Regions from separate parts of the Sus scrofa genome. Here region 2 is linked to region 1. The links are chromatin contacts, called in public Hi-C maps. All regions are on one chromosome and are shown on one strand. Each heading gives the region's core, a stretch centred on a gene start, on an enhancer-like site or on the middle of the called end of the contact. The rest is flanking DNA. Distances are from core to core; before and after follow the strand shown.

Evidence for each region. Hi-C and Micro-C count contacts between places; a contact is called where the count stands out from the background.
Region 2: a contact with region 1 is called in a Hi-C map of skeletal muscle, with 4 times the contacts expected there. The contact joins the promoter of CFAP20 here to the enhancer-like site in region 1. A contact is called at or near these places in 1 of 5 promoter capture datasets (liver), 24 of 47 Hi-C or Micro-C datasets (alveolar macrophages, brain, embryonic fibroblasts and 15 more) and 2 of 2 datasets of contacts at active chromatin or transcription factors (alveolar macrophages and skeletal muscle).

The regions. Positions count from the first base shown.
Region 1 is chr6:19,781,226-19,785,456 of Sscrofa11.1, forward strand. CNGB1 (cyclic nucleotide-gated cation channel beta-1) reads right to left here. Exons shown (of 37, transcript XM_021097533.1): 26 at 1,895-1,959; 27 at 629-751. Among named protein-coding and RNA genes, the nearest start is that of TEPP, 49 kb to the right of the region's middle. Within about 2 kb of position 1,701, at least 11 of the 83 cell types and tissues checked have an H3K27ac peak or open chromatin away from gene starts, as enhancers often do. A contact at or near this core is called in skeletal muscle and subcutaneous adipose tissue, where this site is marked.
Region 2 is chr6:19,966,520-19,970,804 of Sscrofa11.1, forward strand. It overlaps CFAP20 (cilia and flagella associated protein 20), which reads right to left and starts at 2,828. Exons shown (of 6, transcript NM_001244786.1): 1 at 2,522-2,828. The coding sequence starts at 2,605.

The sequences.
Region 1 (4,231 bases), core at 451-2,950:
CACAGCAACACCAGATTCCCAGATCCGAGTTGCGTCTGTGACCTACACCACAGCTCACAGCAACGCTGGATCCTTAACCCACTGAGCGAGGCCAGGGATCGAACCTGCATCCTCATGGATCTAGTCAGGTTCGATACCGCTGAGCCACGACAGCAACTCCTGCTGCTATTGTTATTATCGTCATCAACATTTGAGCACGGCCCACAATGTGCGACAGCTTTCTGGATTGGCAAGTAGATTTCACGTCGTTGGCCAGCTCCTCCACAGCCAGCGATGCCCAGGGAGCTGTGCTGGGCAGTATTCTCTGGCCTCCTTCCCACTCGGCTATGCCCACAGGGTGGAGGAGTGGACGCGCATGTGCGTGGAACTGCCCAACTCCGCTAGACTCTGGGATGCTGGAAGGATCTTTCCAGTGTGTCTTATTCACATCTGTGCCCCTCGGCCTGGCATGTGGCAGGTGCTCAGGAAATGTTAGATTAGCGAGGACCAGGAGACATGGACTTCGCCTTATCATGACAGTGATTCCCCGGGAGCAAGGTGGCCTGGGCAACGAGGTGGCGGTGGGGCTCCTTTCCAGGAGGCTTAGTACCGTGAATTATTAAGACCCGGGAGCAAGACTACGGCTCACCTGTTTCCTACGCCGTCGTAAACCCAGTGAGTGGAGCCCAGGCCCTGATAGGCCGACGCCCAATAGTACAGACATGAGTTCACATGTAAACTGTAGAGCAGGTAGGCTGTGGTCCTGATAACCCTGCAGAAGAAGGCAAGGCATGAACACAGCAGCAGAGAGGGAGGCGGTGACATCTCACCCCAGGGTCAGACTGCAGGGAACAGGCCACCTCCCCCCATACCCACCTCAGAGACCCCCCTGTGGAGCCTTACAGCCCTGCCCACCTGCCTGGTGGGATGGACACTTGCCAATGGAAACCAGCCAGTGGCTGGATTGGGCCAACTGCTGCTGTCTCCCTTTTTTTTTTTTTTTTTTTTTTTTTTTTTTTTTTGTCTTTTTGCCTTTTCTAGGGCCGCTCCCACGGCATATGGAGATTCCCTGGCTAGGGGTCTAATCCGAGCTGTAGCCACTACCTTCACCAGAGCCACAGCAACGCAGGATCCGAGCCGAGTCTGCGACCTACACCACAGCTCATGGCAATGCGGATCCTTAACCCACTGAGCAAGACCAGGGATTGAACCAGCGACCTCATGGTTCCTAGTCAGATTCGTTAACCACTGAGCCACAACAGGAACTCCGAAATGCTGCTCTCTTGAGACGCTGTTGGTTAGGAGTGGTGATGCTTGAACAGAAAGTTGTCAAAGGCTGGGGGCTGGAATTGGCCCAGAGCTACACGTGCAGACACTTCTGGGGAATTGGGGGCTGGGGGTGGGGGTGAGGGGCGCATCCATGCAGAGGGACAAAGAAGGGAGAGATGCATGCAGAGAAGCGCTGCTCCATGAGAGATGTCGAGAGGAGCCCTGTCCGCGATCCTGGCCTGGCTGGTCTAGACTGGCCATTAGCAAGACAGCCCACCGTGTCCTTAGAGCTGCTCCCCCTGTGCTTGAGTGGCCTGGTGTTGAGGGGGGGACAGTTCCCTGAGCCAAGATCAAACTGAGGCCCAGCTCCCTGGAAACACAGGGCTGCTGTGCATGTCAGCCTATGTGCGCCCTCCTCACAATTGGGGGAAACAGGACATTCCTGGTTCTCAAAAAAAACACAAACATCCCTTTGCAGAAGGGCCAGGAAGAGGCTGGGCTTCCGGTGGGCGGCAGTGGTGAGGGGGCCACGGGGCCAAGAGAGGTGAAAGGGGAAGTGACGGGGGTAGAGAATGTGTGGCTCCGTTCTTGCTGCAAATTCCCCAGGGCGTGTGCATGTGTGTGTGCGCGTGTGCAAGGATCTCACCTGTAAACATAGGCTTTGCTGAGGATGGATTCCAGGCGGTTGTTGAACTCGAAGAAGGCCAGGTACTGAGAGGAAGAAGAAGGCGTCAGGGCCGCCCGCTGTCAGTGGAGCATGGGCAGCCCTCACCTCCCAGCCCACTTCCACAGCTGCCAGGACTGAGCCTTCTCTCTGCAGATCCCTGCAGGAGGGGCTTAGAGAACAAACGTTCAAAATGGGAGGTCCCCAGCTGGGGACCCTGGCCCCTCTTCCCTGGAAATGGCATATAATCATGTGCTCACAGTTTGCATATAACTTCAGGGGATTCCTAGATCTTCCCAATCCATTTTTTTCTCCTCTTTTGGCTGCACTGGTGACAGGAGGAAGTTCCCAGGCCAGGGATGGAATGCACACTGCAGCAGTGACAACAGGTCTTTAACCCACTGTGCCACCAGGGAACTCCCTAGGCCCTCTGAATCCTATCATGAAACTTTAAGGTACATGCCCAGGTTAAGGACCTTGTTTTCAATGTTTACTTATAATGATAATGATTATATAAAGAAACAACATCCCTAATGCCCCTCACTGATCTCCTTCAAAGGCTCATTTATAATATTTTACTTGTAATAAAAGTATAAGAGGAGTTCCCATTGTGGCTCAGAGGAAACAAATCCGACTAGCATCCATGAGGATACAGGTTTGATCCCTAGCCTTGCTCAGTGGCTTAAGGACCCGGTGTTGACATGAGCTGTGGTGCAGGTTATGGACGCGGCTTGGATCCTGCGTTACTGTGGCCGTGGCTGGCACCTACAGCTCTGTTGGACCCCTAGCCTGGGACCCTCCATATGCTGCAGCTTCAGCCCTAAAAAGACAAAAAATATATTTTTTTTAAAGTATGAGAATAACTGCTCTTTACTGAGCCCCTTGGATCCAGCACTTTATACACATTACCTTGGTTCTTTTTTACATGTGAGTTATGTATTATCGTTCTCCTTTTACAGAGAGGAAACTGGCACTCAGGGACACACAGCCAGTAAGTGACAGAGTCAAGCTTTGAACCCCGATCAGACTCAAAACTGCAAGCTCTTTCCAGAGTTCTTGTCATGGCTCAGTGGTTAACAAATCCGACTAGGAACCATGAGGTTGCGGGTTCGATCCCTGGCCTTGCTCAGTGGGTTAAGGATCCGGCATTGCCGTGAGCTGTGATGTAGGTTACAGACGTGGCTCGGATCCTGTGTTGCTGTGGCTGTGGTGTAGGCCAGAGGCTACAGCTCCGATTGGATCCCTAGCCTGGGAACCTCCATATGCCATGGGTGTTACCCTAAAAAGACAAAAAAATAAAAACAAAACAAAAACCCTGCAAGCTCTTTTCATGTCATCACACTTCCCTCTAGGTCTCTGTACACATGTTTGACTCTTGAAAATAACATTGATGGAGATTCCCTGCGGGCCGTGCTCACTGTCATCCAAGCGTTCATTCTAATTTCCATCTGGAGTTTGCACTGGATGAAGAAAGGCCTTGGACTTGAACCCTCACCTTGGAGGCAAAGACTTACATCCTTGGAGCCCTGCTAAATGTCAGGTGAATGAGTTACATTTGCTGTCACCATATGAACCAAGCTATGGATCCCACCTGGGCTGTGGGCTGTGGGCTGTGGATCCAACCCTCCGCACTCTGATGTTTGGCTCTAAAGCAACCAAACAGCCCCAGGAGGCTGGCATGTATCAGAAAAGACTGGTGCCACGTCCAGTTTCCCTCTTCCTCTGGGCAGCCAGGAAGCTTGCAAGCAGCTTTCAGGCTGAATTCTAGCAAGATGTGCTTTCTTTTCTTTGGGGCACTTACATTCTTCCCATTTTCCTCTGCCCTATTTCTCAGGGTTATTAAAGTTATTGTGTTTGTCTCTTTTGTAAATTCCCTCATAGCCACTTTGGGGGAAAGGCATCAGGTATCATGTAAGGAGAAAGATGAATTTAATTGGCCTGCCCGAAAAATCTATTTGGGGGATTCTGAGCGCTCTGATCAGCTGTCCACTCTGGTCACATTAAAAGACATTGCCAGGTCTCCACTCTATACTCTGTCACCCTCACTGGAACAGGCTCTGACCCAGTGACAGGAGGAGTGGCAACAACCAGTGATGAAACAGGTGTCAGGTTCACATTTAAATCCATTCAGGGCACTTCCTGGCTCCTGTAACCTTGGGCAAGTCACCCAAGTTTCCAAGCCTCAGTTTCCCTATCTTTTTTTTTTTTTTTTTGTATTTTTAGGGCCACACCCATGGCATATGGAGGTTCCCAGGCTAGGGGTCAAATTGGAGCTGTAGCCACCAGCCTACACCAGAGCCACAGCAACACCAGATCCAA
Region 2 (4,285 bases), core at 1,578-4,077, 190 kb after region 1:
GCGTCCTCACGGATGCTAGTCAGATTCATTTCCGCGAGCCACAAAGGGAACGCCCCTGAGGGCTTTATAAGACAGCTGAGGAAAGGCACACATATACCAAAGCCTATGGATGCGGCCCCAAACTTCCCATTTTTTCCTCCTTTTCCTTCCTTTGCAACAAGGGAAAAAAAACTTCACAGATAAGTACCTTTCAATCTAGTCTAAATTAGAAGAACAGCACATATAATTTACTTTTTATATTATGAAAATTTTGCTTAAAATGAGGATTCTTCTAAAGATTTTCTTTGTCAAATTGCCTGCTCGGTTTACTCCACATAATCCTGCCAGTTGATGTTTTCACACATGCTTATGTCATTAGGGTACCATCTGACCTCTAGCGGCGTTGCTAAGGGACATGATGCACCATGGTTACTTTGCTTTTATATTCCATGTGTAAACATGTTGACTAGCCAAAAAGCTGCATTTGGAAAACAAAACACACTGCAAAAGATCAACTCCAGAAAGGTTAAAACAGGACAACTTTGATAAAAGTTTCACCTAACAGAAATGCTGAGACGGCCCTACCACTGGAATTCTTGCAATGTCAGTAAATTCTCTGACCTGCTCTGAAAACCTCTCCTCCAAGATCAATTCCCATTCTCTAATTCAACTGCCTCATACTGACACTTCTGTTACAATTCCAAGTTCAACTGGCATACAATCCACTCTCTCCATGCCTTTTGACTGTCCATAACTCAGTGAAGCCACAGCCGAGAAGCCATCATCCTTACAAAGTTTCCAGGTACACTCATTCCGGGTTCTCTTTGCAGAGGTAAAATTTCAGAGTTTACAATGGTTTTTATTCCACTGTGAACAAAACCATGGACTGAAAAGCTCAATGATGTAGGAAAACACTTAAGGAACTGCTTTCCTCTGAAATAAGGAACTCTTGGCATTAGCTCTAGCTTGTAGATAGAATCACTGTGAAAGAGGAGAGCGGGTCAGGTTTTTCACATATGCATAAGGCCAAACTAATTCTATTCAGATCTCTCAACTATCTTATAAAAATGACACTGTAAACATACCATCTCCACAGCTGCTCTCAGAATGCCTAATGGGGACAGGCAGGAGGCTGTCCGTATTATCCCCAAGTCTCTATGTGGCCCAAACAAAACTCTCATTTTCCGCTAAGGGGAGACAGGGAATTGTTCTGAGGTGAAATCCAAAATTCTTTACCTCATTACCAATAAACTGCTTATTTGGACTATCCCATATCCATCTCTATAAAAACAGCAGTCAGCACACCACCTCTCTCCATTTTCCCAAGAGGAGGCAGTACTAAGGTTATACCCTAAATCACCTGTCTTCCACTTATATTAACTTCTTTTCAAAGAAGGGTACAGACTGCCTGGGAATTTGCATAAGAAAGAAAATATCAAAGTAATCAAATGCAGACCAACCTGTACTTGCAAAACACACATGCCCCCTGCTCAAAACTTCCAAAAAATGGACAAGGTCACCATTTCGTGGGGTCAGTGAAAGTATCATGCAGCTGACACCTGAGTGATGATGAAGAAGAGGTTTTAGGAGTTCCCGTCGTGGCTCAGTGGTTAACAAATCCAACTAAGAACCATGAGGTTGCGGGTTCGGTCCCTGGCCTGGCCCAGTGGGTTGGGGATCTGGCGTTACTATGAGCTGTGGTGTAGTTTGCAGACGAGGCTCGGACCCGGTGTTGCTGTGGCTCTGGCGTAGGCCGGCGCCTACAGCTCCATTAGACCCCTAGCCTGGGAACCTCCATATGCCGTGGAAGCGGCCCAAAAAATAGCAAAAAGACAAAAAAAAAAAACAAGATGTTTTACCTGGGTCTGTGCTTGTTAACCCAAACAAGACGTTATCACCATTTTGCAATTTTCCTGATGGAGAAATAAGGAAAGGCAGAGTACAGACCCCAAGTCACAGTGAGTGTGGAGCAAGTGCCAAGGGCCACCGAATTCTGGCTTGTTCGGGATCAGTGGGAGGAAGGGAGCAAATGAATGAAACCCAAACATAACTGAGTCCTGGCTTTGCCTCTGTAAGGGCGCCTGGAACAAAGGTTCTGTGTCTAGTGCCGAGCATAGGGCCTGGCACAATACAGGGTATCAGTAAATGTTTGTGAAATCAGTGAACAGCAATTCATGTGCACGTCCCCAAAGCAACATCACGTGAGTTTACGCTTTTCAACGCTGTGAAACGGGCACTATTCAACCCCACCATATTATAGATGCAGAAACCGAAGGTTAGGAATCCAGTGACCCAGTCAAATCTGCAAAGAGGGACCACTGTCCTAACTGGACCACGGCCGCAGGTCACTTAAAGCCCAGCCACGCCCACTCCACATGCACTCCAGCTGCTTACACGACGCTCCCTCGTCGACCCTCAGTCACGCCAGGCTGGGGACGGGGCACAGCAGCGACCGCCCGGCCTTCCCCCAGCTCCACATAACTACCCGCCACACCAGGCCCAGCCCGCGGACCCCGCCCCGCCACCGCCCCCAGTCCCTGACCTTTTTGTCCCAGATTTGCAGGGGCTTGCTGCCAATGCTGTAGAGAATGGAGAGGAAGCCGCTCTGGAACGTGTTTTTGAACATATCGCCGGCGGCCTTCTCCTCAGCCGCGCGGAAGCTGACCTAAATGGCTTCACTTAGTGGCGAAGGCAAAAAAGGGGGCCGGCTCTGGCCCAAAGAAAGTACCCTGCGCTCCTGACCTCCCAATTGGTAGCCGCAGACAGCAGGACTTAGACGCGGGACGCTACATCCGCGAGGCTCACTAGCAGAAGAACGAAGCCGCCTCAGCACCGACACCACAGCAACTGCCGCCTGCGCCTCTCTCCCTTCCTTAAATAGAGGCGGTGGGCCGCCCGCCGCCAGAGGTGGATCCCTCCGCCAGCTTGAGCTCGCCCCCGAGAGAGCGGGGCCCAATCCTGCCACAGGGATCACGGACTTCCTGTTTCTTCCGCTCTTAAGCCCCGCCCTAGTTCCGCCGTCTGGAAAAAAGAACCTCGTTGCCAAGGGACTATTTTCCCATCGTTGTCTCAGAGCGGCTTCTAGAAAGCGGAAGGAGACACAAGGTTATAGAATGAGTTGTTAGCATCTGCCCAGTGTCATGGGAACCTGGAGGGGGTGGAGTCAGAGGCGTGAAGTCCAGGCCCCGCCCCCTTAGGGGACAGTAGGAGTTACTAGCGCGAAAGAAAAGTGGGGAAAGGCACGGGTGGCTTGGATGTAAGGAAGTGCTTGCCTGGTTTCCTGCAAATAACAAATAATGCTCTTTGGCATTATTTGATAAGGTTAAAGCAGCTAACCAGTACATGCGCACTAACTACATTAAATGTCTTAAAGGCATCATTGCTTTAATTATTAACAGGATCACTATGAATACACCAGATATCTTAACTTGTGGTATGTGGTCAAAGCAATACTTCAAGGAAAATTTATCACCTTAAATGCATGATTAGAAAACAAGGTCTGAACATTAAGATAAAAGCAGAAATTAATGCAATTAAAATACATTTGAATAGGTTGAATTAGCAGCAGGGTTTTAATCAATTAGTTCTTAGAACATTTTTTTTTTCCTTTTGGTCTTTTTAGGGCCGCACCTGCAGCATATGGAGGTCCCCAGGCTAGAGGTCTAATCAGAGCTACAGCTGCCAGCCTACACCACAGCCACAGCAACGCAGGATCCGAGCCTGTCTGAGACCTACACCATAGCTCACAGCAATGCTGGATCTTGACCCGCTGAGCAAGGCCAGGGATCAAACCCCCAACCTCATGTTTCCTAGTCAGATTCATTTCTGCTGCACCACGATGGGAACTCCAACATTGTTTAATTTTTAAAAATATTTATTTTTATGCCTCACCTGTGGCATAAGGAAGTGGGTCAAATCGGAGCTGCAGCTGCAGGCCTTTGCTATAGCCACAGCAACACTGGATCTCAGCCACATCTGCAACTTGTAATGCCAGGTCCTTAACACACTGAGCAAGGCCAGGGATCCAACCCGCATCCTTTTGGAGACTACATTGGGTTCTCAACCCACTGAGCCACAATGGGAACTCCAGAATGTTTTTTTAAAAAGCATAAAATAAGCTATGCTATTTCAAGTGTGGAAGAAATCCCGGGTGTTGGAAACCAATCACTCATTGAGCATTTGCTTGGATATCATACTCTTGCTCAGGCCTGTGCTGGTTTTATGTGGCTGACAGAAAAGTAGTTTGCAGCTAACTTTATCACTGTAACAACTAATAAGAGCTAAGATCAATTGAGCATTTATTACA